2 separate regions of the Mus musculus genome follow, and region 1 is linked to region 2. Evidence: chromatin contacts called from public Hi-C data. All regions are on one chromosome and are shown on one strand. Each heading gives the region's core, a stretch centred on a gene start, on an enhancer-like site or on the middle of the called end of the contact. The rest is flanking DNA. Distances are from core to core; before and after follow the strand shown. Region 1 holds the start of Dmrta1 (doublesex and mab-3 related transcription factor like family A1). Region 2 has its middle 66 kb from the start of Dmrta1.

What was found. Hi-C and Micro-C count contacts between places; a contact is called where the count stands out from the background.
Region 1: a contact with region 2 is called in a Hi-C map of Sertoli cells, with 2.9 times the contacts expected there. The contact joins the promoter of Dmrta1 here to the enhancer-like site in region 2. A contact is called at or near these places in 3 of 484 Hi-C or Micro-C datasets (Sertoli cells, nephron progenitors and uterus) and 1 of 9 other capture datasets (adipose tissue).

Annotation. Positions count from the first base shown.
Region 1 is chr4:89,685,758-89,690,149 of GRCm38.p6, forward strand. Dmrta1 (doublesex and mab-3 related transcription factor like family A1) reads left to right here and starts at 2,441. Exons shown (of 2, transcript NM_175647.3): 1 at 2,441-3,182. The coding sequence starts at 2,552.
Region 2 is chr4:89,619,548-89,624,485 of GRCm38.p6, forward strand. No RefSeq gene overlaps it. Among named protein-coding and RNA genes, the nearest start is that of Dmrta1, 66 kb to the right of the region's middle. Within about 2 kb of position 1,329, at least 3 of the 459 cell types and tissues checked have an H3K27ac peak or open chromatin away from gene starts, as enhancers often do. A contact at or near this core is called in Sertoli cells, where this site is marked.

The DNA of each region.
Region 1 (4,392 bases), core at 1,191-3,690, 67 kb after region 2:
TCATTCATTCATTCATTCACTTTACATCCCAATAATAGCCTCCTTTCCTCCCAGCACCCCTCATGCAAGTCCTTCCCCCATTCTGGGTATGTTTTTAAAGTTCCCAAGGCCATTCAATAAGTAAGGGAAAACCCTTTGAAGACACTTTTATCAATCTGGGTACCAATCCCCCCAAACAAACAAACAAACAAACAGGCACACACACAGAGATAGATAGATAGATAGATAGATAGATAGATAGATAGATAGATAGATATCAAGTTGTTGCCGGATTAGGTGCAGCATTTCCCATTGAGGCCAGACAAGGTTGTCCATTTAAATTCACAGACAAGCAGGCCATAGGCTCCAGTTGTTTAGGACCCACATGAAGGCCAAGCTGCTCATCTGCTTCATATGTGTAGGGAGCCTAGGTCCAGCCTGTGCACTCTCTTTGGTTGGCGATTCAGTCTCTGGGAGCCCCCACAGGTCCAGGTTAGTTGATTCTGTTGGTCTTCTTGTAGACTCCCTGTCATCTTCGGGTCCCACAATCCTTCTCCCAACTATTCTGTAAGACTCTCCATGCTTCATCTAATGTTTAGCTGTGAGTCTCTGCATCTCCATCCATTGGCTGCTGGGTGGAGCCTCTCAGAGGACAGTTAATAGGTTCTTGTATGCAGGCCCAACAGAGTATTGTTAATAGTGTCAGGGATTGTTTCTTGCACATGGGATGGGTCTCAATTTGGGCTAGTCATTGGTTAGCCATTTTCTCAGTCTCTGCTCCATCTTTGTCCCTGTACATCTTGTAGGCAGGACACATTTTGGGTTGAAGGTTTTGTGGATGGGTTACTGTTCTTATGCTTCCACTCAGAGTCTGGGCTAGCTATAGGAAGAGGCTACCTCAAAATCCATATTGCCTCTGTTAGGAGGCTCATCTTGAGTTGTCCCCCATAGACCCTCTTGGATCTCCCCCTATCACAGGTTACTGGCATGTTCTAGAGTCCAGGAGATTACACACACACCCCTGCCGCTATTCATCTTCTTTCTCTATCTGTTCTCCCTACATATGATCTCCCTCCCTGCCCCCTTCCACTTCCCATCACCTCTTCCACCCAGTTCCCTCCTTCCATCAACCTCTGATATCTGTTTTGATCCTTTTCTGAGAAAGATTCATCCTCCCTTGGGACCTCCTTGTTATTTGGCTTCGTTGGGTCTGCTGATTATAGTGTGGTTATCCTGTACTTTATGGCTAATATCCACTTATAAGTGAGTACATACCACGCATGTCCTTTTGGGTGTGGGTTATCTCACTCAGGATATTTTCTAGTTCTATTCATTTCCCTGAGAAATTTATGATGTTCTTGTATTTAATGCCAGTGTGTAAATGAGCCACATTTTCTTTATCCATTCTTCCTTTGAGGGACATCTAGGTTGTTTCCAGATATTAGTAACAGAGCTGCTATGAACATAGTTGAGCAGATGTCCTTGTGGGTGGGGTGGGGTGGAACATCTTTTGGGGATATACCCAGGAGTGGTATAGTTGGGTCTTGAGGTAGAGCCATTCCCACTTTTCTGAGAAACAGCCAAATTGATTTCCTGTGTACACATTTGCACTCCCACCAGCAGTGTAGGAGTGAGTGTTCCCCTTGCTCCACAATCTTGCCAGCATGTGCTGTCCTTTGGGTTTTTGATCTTACCCAGTGTGATGAGTGCAAGGTGGAATCTCAGAGTTGTTTTGATTCGTGATCCCTGGTGATCTGCATATTTCTTTACCTGCTTCTCAACCATTCAAGTTTCCTCTGTTGAGAATTCCCTGTTTAGCTCTGTACCCCATTTTTAGATTGGGTTATTTGGATTGTTGGTGCCTACCTTCTTGAGTTCTGTATATATTTTGTATATTACCAGATACACTAAATCTAATAGAACAGAAAATGGGAATAGCCTTGAACTCGTCGGTACAGGAGACATTTTCCTGAACAAAACACCAATGACTCAGTCACTAACGTAAACAACTAATAAATGGGGCCTTATGAAAATGAAAAGCTTCTGTAAATCAAAGGACACTGTCATTAGGACAAAATGACAGCCCACAGATTGTGAAACAGCCTTCACTAACCCTGCATCTGACAGAGTGAATATCCAAAATACATAAAAGTTTCTTTTTTCTTAATGGACCTTTCAGTCTGATCTGGACACTTTCTAACCTATCCCACAGGCCACCTCCCAGAAAGTCCCACTCTCCGCCCTAGGTCCTCCCCTGGCCTCCTTCCTTGGCCAGCCTACCCAGTGGGCGGGGTGGCCCTCCAGCCTGGCCCTTCTAGGCTCAGGAGACTGGCAGAGCTCAGGACACTGCCCCAGCTGTCTAGACTCAGAGGCTCACTGGCTGGCTGCGCCGTCGGTCAGGTTCTGGAGCTCTTAGACCCGGCGGTTTCTTGCTCTGGGACAGGACAGCAAACTCTAGTTAGTGCGCGGAGCGGGACAGCGGGACCTAGGCGGGTCCTCAGCCGGTATCCCCACAGGGTAGCTCTGGACAGCGCACTTGCTGGTTTCTACTCCTCAGAGGCGCCTTCTCAGAATGGAGCGATTACCTCACGGTCGTAGAGACCGCAGCGGCGGCTGCCGACCCCATCTGGCCCCAGGGCGGGCTGCTGCGCCCGCTTCGGCCGCGCGGTCGGTGTCGTCGGGGATTCCGGTGTCCGCGACTTTCCTGCGGCCGCCTGGCCTTTTTCTGCGATCGACCGCAAGCTCCGGTCGCGCAGGATGCGCTCCGGGCCCTGGGCTGGATAGGGCGTTGGGGGCGGTAGGCTGCGGCTACCCGCGGACCCCGAAGTGCGCGCGCTGTCGCAACCATGGCGTGGTGTCAGCGCTCAAGGGCCACAAGCGCTTCTGCCGCTGGCGGGACTGCGCGTGTGCCAAGTGCACCCTGATCGCCGAGCGGCAGCGTGTCATGGCCGCGCAGGTGGCCCTGCGCAGGCAGCAGGCGCAGGAGGAGAGCGAGGCCCGCGGGCTGCACAGGCTTCTGTACCAGGGGTCGTCGGGGTCCGGGGCTCAGGCTTCCGGGGGCAGCGGCAGGACCGAGAGTCCCCAGGTCTTGAATAACCCCATGGCTGTAGCTGTTCTGGGAGCGGGTGCCTCTAGACACCCTGGGAGCCGGTCAGTCCCAACTTTCGAGGTTTTCCAGCAAGATTATGCTGACAGAAAGCAGGGTGAGTCCTCTTTGGTTTGCTTTTCATGAGAGAAAATGATTGTTCTGCAAGAATGTGTAGAAACGAGCAGCAGCTCCTTAAGAGTGGACAGAAAGAGTTGTTTGAAAGAAGTGCTGAAGTTCAGTAATGTAGATCTACCCTGTTGATGGCTGGGATGGGGATAGTTAATAGGTTTTCACTGGAAGAGCTCATCCCGCGTCTAAAGACAATGAAAACAGTGAAGTGTATGGGATCACAGCCGCCGGCTCGCACCTGGAGTGGATTTAGGCGCAGTCGGCTTTGTCTTTGTGTGGCCGGAACTTAAGCAGGCTGTAAGAGAAAACTTTAGCGGGTGTGCTGACACTCTTTCCAGTTGCAAAGCCACAGTGTTCTTGCACAGGAAACCGGCTGACTATGGTTATTGTGACGATCTTTGATTTGGGGACAGTGTTTTGTCATCAGTTAGCACTTAAGAAACTGAAATTTCTCACCTTTTTCTTTCCTGCTCCATTTTAATTCTTTAAGCACCATTCCCAAAGGAGAGGAAAACTTTAGGGACTTATATTTAGTTCTCATTGGAAATAAGTTTGGGCCTTCCCTGTCGATAATGAAACCATTGACAAGAGTGTCACTTTGTAGCTGGAGAGATCTCAGCAGAGTATTCGTCTATCCTTGCAGTTTCCGGCCACAAAGTCATGGCCAGTATCTCTTGTTTAGATTTACAACTAATATGACCTCCAAATTAACTTTTCCTGTAATATCAATATCACTATGTTGTCATGAAATTTTCATCCCTGCATAGGGCCGCTGTTAAATGGGAATTTCCTTTAAATCATTTAGTTAAAATCCTAAACAGGTTGTATCACATGAAGTTATGCGATAACCGGTGGTAAGCTATTAATTAGAAACTTTGCTTGGTTGTCAAAACTGCAGATCTTAGCAAAAGAGGGTGTAGTTTCAAAAGAAGCCCATCTCTGCATTGAAAATTTACATTCACTTACGTCAAGTTTGGACACATGCTCTAGTTTATTTCACTAGACCAATGAACTTTAAGTGTTTCTCATGGAAGATAGAGACTGTTGAGAGATGGTAACATTCCTTCAGCTACACTGCTAATGAGATTTGGCTGATGGTATGGATTTATGTAAACGTTTTGTACTAAAGTGTACATTTTGCAGGCCTAATGATTGTATTAGATTATTGTGTCACAATGACTGGCCTATAAAAAAAG
Region 2 (4,938 bases), core at 79-2,578:
TTGGTAAATTTCAGACAAGATCAGGTACACTCAAGGCGATACAGCCATAGACTTTGGGTAAAATTTAATAGAATTTTACCTTTCTTATCATATCACCCAAAAGTTGTTTTCCATGCTTCTGAAAAAGAGAAAAAGGAAGAGCCTCGTGAGGGTCAATGTTTATGTTTGCAAAGCAAGGCTGAGGATACATTGGTCGAGAGGACTGGTTTAGAGTTGAATGGGATACAAGTGCATCTTAAACTCTTGATGTACGATGCAGTTATTAAACGACATTCCCTTCTATAAGATTTTTGTTTGTTTCCTGTTTTTGTAGCCCAGACTGGCGTTGAACTCGTGATCCCCCTGTCTTAGCCTCTAAGCAAGTGCTGGGTTTACAACTGCACCAGGCTTTGCTGCTTTAATCTTAACATAAGCCGTCTCATTAAAACCTCACTCAAGGGTCATAGGAGTCTTCTTGTTGTAAAGTAGATATTTTGAAAACATCTACAGTGTCTGAAAATTCCTCAGGTAAAAATCTGCTTTGGGAAACACTGCTAAAGAATAATAGGGAACTGGGAGTGCTAAGTATTCCAGAAGAGTTTGGGCCCATGACTATAATGTAATAGTATCAAGAAAATATCGTGAGGAAAATGAAATTGCTGTATTCCCAGGAAGAGCTAGCTTGCACTGTCAAGCTTCTTTTCTGCCGTGTAGCTACTGGGGGAGTAATACATTACCTCAAATGACATTTTAGTAAAGGGAGGTCCCATAGCAGCAATAACAGCATCTCCACAGAAGAGCCCAGCATCCTTCATCTCAGTGCAGTAGTATCATAAGGACAGCTTTTAATAACCAACAGCTGATGAATGTAATGAAAATGCAAGTTTTAAAGTGGAAATCTACACTATCTACAATCATAATCAATGTCGCACTAGCAGTTCAAACTGAAAACTTTACAACTTCTTGTAATATTTTCCTTATTTATATGTTTTAAAAACCTGAAACCTGGAAAAGAGATTGTAGCAAGCATTCATAGAGACATTTTTCCATATTAAATGGGTAAGGTCACTGGTGGTCCCTGAGTATCAGTGGGGCAAGTCAGGGGGAGAGATAGGTCAGTGGTGGGCTTTTTAGGCTCTAGGGCTAGCTTTGCCCTCTGCTCTGTAATGTTCCTTTCTCGTCACACACGAAGATCGTTTGCTGTGATGCTTAGCATTCCATGTTCTTCCCAGGCAGATTTGGCATCTGGATGACAACATAAATAAATAACACAGAAAGAAGTACTGTGCATATTTGGGGGTGTCTGGAGTGAGGTTGACATTTCAAGGACGACTTGGAGGTAGCCATGAGTCACAGAACAGGAATCCTAGCCAGCCCTGATGTCATGTTTTATGTGAAGGGCCCTTTATTTATAAAGATCTCAGTTGTTTTGTTTTTTGTTTTTGTTTTAACTAAACTCTATATCCCTGGACACTTATTTCACCTCCCACAAACTAATGATGTGCAAATCAGATCGGATGGGGCTGAGAAGTAATTTGTAACATAGAATAGGTGCTCCAGCAGCTGAATTGGGGGGGGGGTGGTGTATTGAAAGACTGTTCCTTTGAAAGTACAAGGAGGAGATCCCAGCATCTGGCTGTGGAGTCAGTGAAGCCGACCCTGTCCAGGATGCTAGTTTCAGGGCACCCATGGACCAACTGTATTTGCTAACCACACATTAAAAGTTATGAAATATTTACTTTTGTCTTCCTTGGCTGCTACAAGGTAGCGATTACATCTGTAACTAAATAAGCTTGGAAGTCCCCTGCATCTCTGTGGAGCCTTAGTCCATGCAAACAAACTCAGATTTATCCCTTTTATAAGGGAGAGGAGGGGATTACCGTGTCTTATCAGGGAGCTACACAAGTGCTGAATTGCATGCAGCCAGTAACGTCAGAAGTATTTTGAGCCTTACGCTTTGTGTAACTAATGTTGTGAGGACCATCTGTTTGCCTTTCGGAGACCGTGGTCTTGTCTGCTTCTGTTGAAACAGTTCTTTCTCCCTAGAAAACGGCATGCTAGTTTTCTAGGAGAAACTGCTGGTATCAGCTTTTAAATTGTATTGGGGAACTCTCAGTCTGTTGCAACCCATTCCATGGCCCCAGAATGTGGCATTGCAAATATGTAACATGGTTCTCAGAGTCTATCTGGCCCTGAAGACAGTTTATACCATTTGAATTTATACTGTTATTTTGGAAAAAGTGAACTCACTGGCTTTTCATTATCGTTTTGCTTTGAACTCTGTGATCAAAGTCATCGTAATAGGAATTATACTGTGATAGAATCACACTGGCATAAGCTTTGTAAAAACAAGGAAATATAGCTGAAGAGAGATTATTTTAAGTGAAATGCAATTTTACTAAATTCTGGCATGTTTAGTGATGGGAATCAGGATAATAAAATTTTTGTGTGCACGTGTATGCATGTGCGCGCGCGCGCACACACACACACACACACACGACTAAGAGTGATTTAAAATTTTCAAAATAAAATGTCGTCTTTGTAAAAGCTGTAGTGGGACAGAAATTTAGCCTGCAATTTTCTACAGACTACAGAGATAATAAGGAGAAAGGATTGTAGCTTTCCAGTATCCATCTCTAATATGGGAAACATGGTTCTCTGTGTGGGTTCAACAGATTTCAGATCCCATCCCGAAGGTGAAGATTTTTATATCTTCTTATGTACTTTCTAGTGCAAATGGGTTTATTAATTAACTGTTTTTTGTTGTTGTTGAGCATCTGCTGAATTGTCAAACACTTCACTAAGTATTATAGGTTGTCGGCTATAGGACATCCTTATCTCCAGTTACTGATACATTCTTGCATAATGATTTTATGAAAACAATTTTATTCATTTGCATTATTCCATTTAAATTAGTAATAGGCTTTAGTCAAATGACATTTTGTACAACATAAACATGAGGACACAGTATGACATTTTAAGTCATGTACACTTTCTTAGATAGTTGAGGTCATAGTTTCAGGACCATGCATTTAACCTGTAGCCATGAGAGCTGAATTGTAAGGATAACTCTAAAGTCTACTACATAGTCTTTCTCTAGTAGCAGATCTATGAAAGAAAACTTTGGTCAATTTTTTAGCTGTAAAATAACCAGGATTTATTATGCTCTTGATTTTTATGTGTAGTTGATCAAAAACTTAAATGCTGTATATTAAGAATACATATTTTTAGTTTTCTTGTGAAACTGTGTTTTGAGACACAGTCTCACTATTTAGCCCTGGTTGTCCTGAAACTTGCTATGTAAAACTGGCTGGCCTTGAACACATAGAGATCCACCTGACTCTGCCTCCTAAATACTTGGATTCAAGGCATATACAACCACGCCCAGACTTCTTACAAACTTTTGAGTCAAATCAACGTTTTGGTGTGCGTGTGTGTGTGTGTGTGTGTGTGTGTGTGTGTGTTTGTGTATTTGTCAAGCCATTGAAATAATTATCATCTATTATTCTTATTAGAACTCATAGGGATCAGAATTGAGGACTATTATTTTTTTCCAGTAGTGTTGACATCATAGAAATATGTACATGCAGCACATGGAAGGTAGATTGAGGGTAGGCCATGTTTATTGAGGATAGAAGCCACAGCTGTTCAGACCTGTCTATCATTCAGATTGAAATACTCATTAGGTATTGTAGTGCTAAAATAAAAGCAAACTTAGAAGTAATAGAAAATATCATCCTGAGTGAGGTAACCGAATCATAAAAGAACACACATGGTATACACTCACTGATAAGTGGATATTAGCCCAGAAGTTCAGAATATCCAAGATATAATTCACAGAACAAATAAAGCTCAAGAAGGAAGACCAAAGTATGGAGACTTTGTCAGTACCTGACAAATAAGAGATGGATACTCACAGCCAACCATTGGACTGAGCACAAGGTCCCCAATTGAGAAGCTAGAGAAAGGGCTGAAAGAGCTGAAGGAGCTAGCAGCACCATAGGAGGAACAACAATAACAACCAACCAGTAACCCCAGAGCTCCCAGGGACTAAACCACAAACCAAAGAAAACACATGGAGGAACCCATGGCTCCATCTGCATATGTAGCAGAGGATGGCCTTGTTGGACATCAATGGGAGGAGAAGGCTCTATGCCCCAGTGTAGGGGAACACCAGAACAGGGAAGCAGGAGTGGGTGGGTTAGTGAGTAGGGGGAGGGAGGATGGGATGTAGGGTTTTCGGAGGTGAAACAAGGAAAAGTGATAACATTTGAAATGTAAATAAAGAAAATATCTAATTAAAAAAGAAAACAAAATATATAAATTCAAGGGAAAAAGAAGTTATTATAGTGTAGGACTTTTATCTATAAATGTCCAAAATATCCCAGTTGTATTAGTTACTACTGTATGAAGATAGATAAAAAAATCCAGTTCACAGGGAAATTTAGATGCCTTTGGGAGACAAACACCAACACTACAAAAATAATGTACTAAAAGTACTGAAGAAGCACAAAACAGAATTATTAAATTTGCCTCAATGGATTGGGGAAGACTTTATGATCTTAAATAAAATGGCATTTGAATCCTTTCTTTAACAATGAGAAGAAACCAGTCAGGCAGAGAAATGGAAAGCTATTAGCTGCTGTTTCCAGGGTTAGCAATTTTCCTTAGGATTTTTTAGTCTGAATAGGACCTGGTGATGGCTGCTACTTAGTGTGGCATAAGGGGAATGGGTTTTCAAGTTGTTGAGCAGTTGGTCACTGGCTGGCAGATGAGCGAGAACTGGAGCCTTGCCTGTTTTGAAATTACTTGTGTTTTCTCACAGCATGACCAGTGAGTTGCAAGAGTGTACACTCTTAAGATACAGGACAAAGATGCAATGGCTTCCTCAGGCATGAGACTGGAAGAAAGACAGCATCACTTCTACATCTCTGCCCGATGCAAGGAAAAGGGAAATGG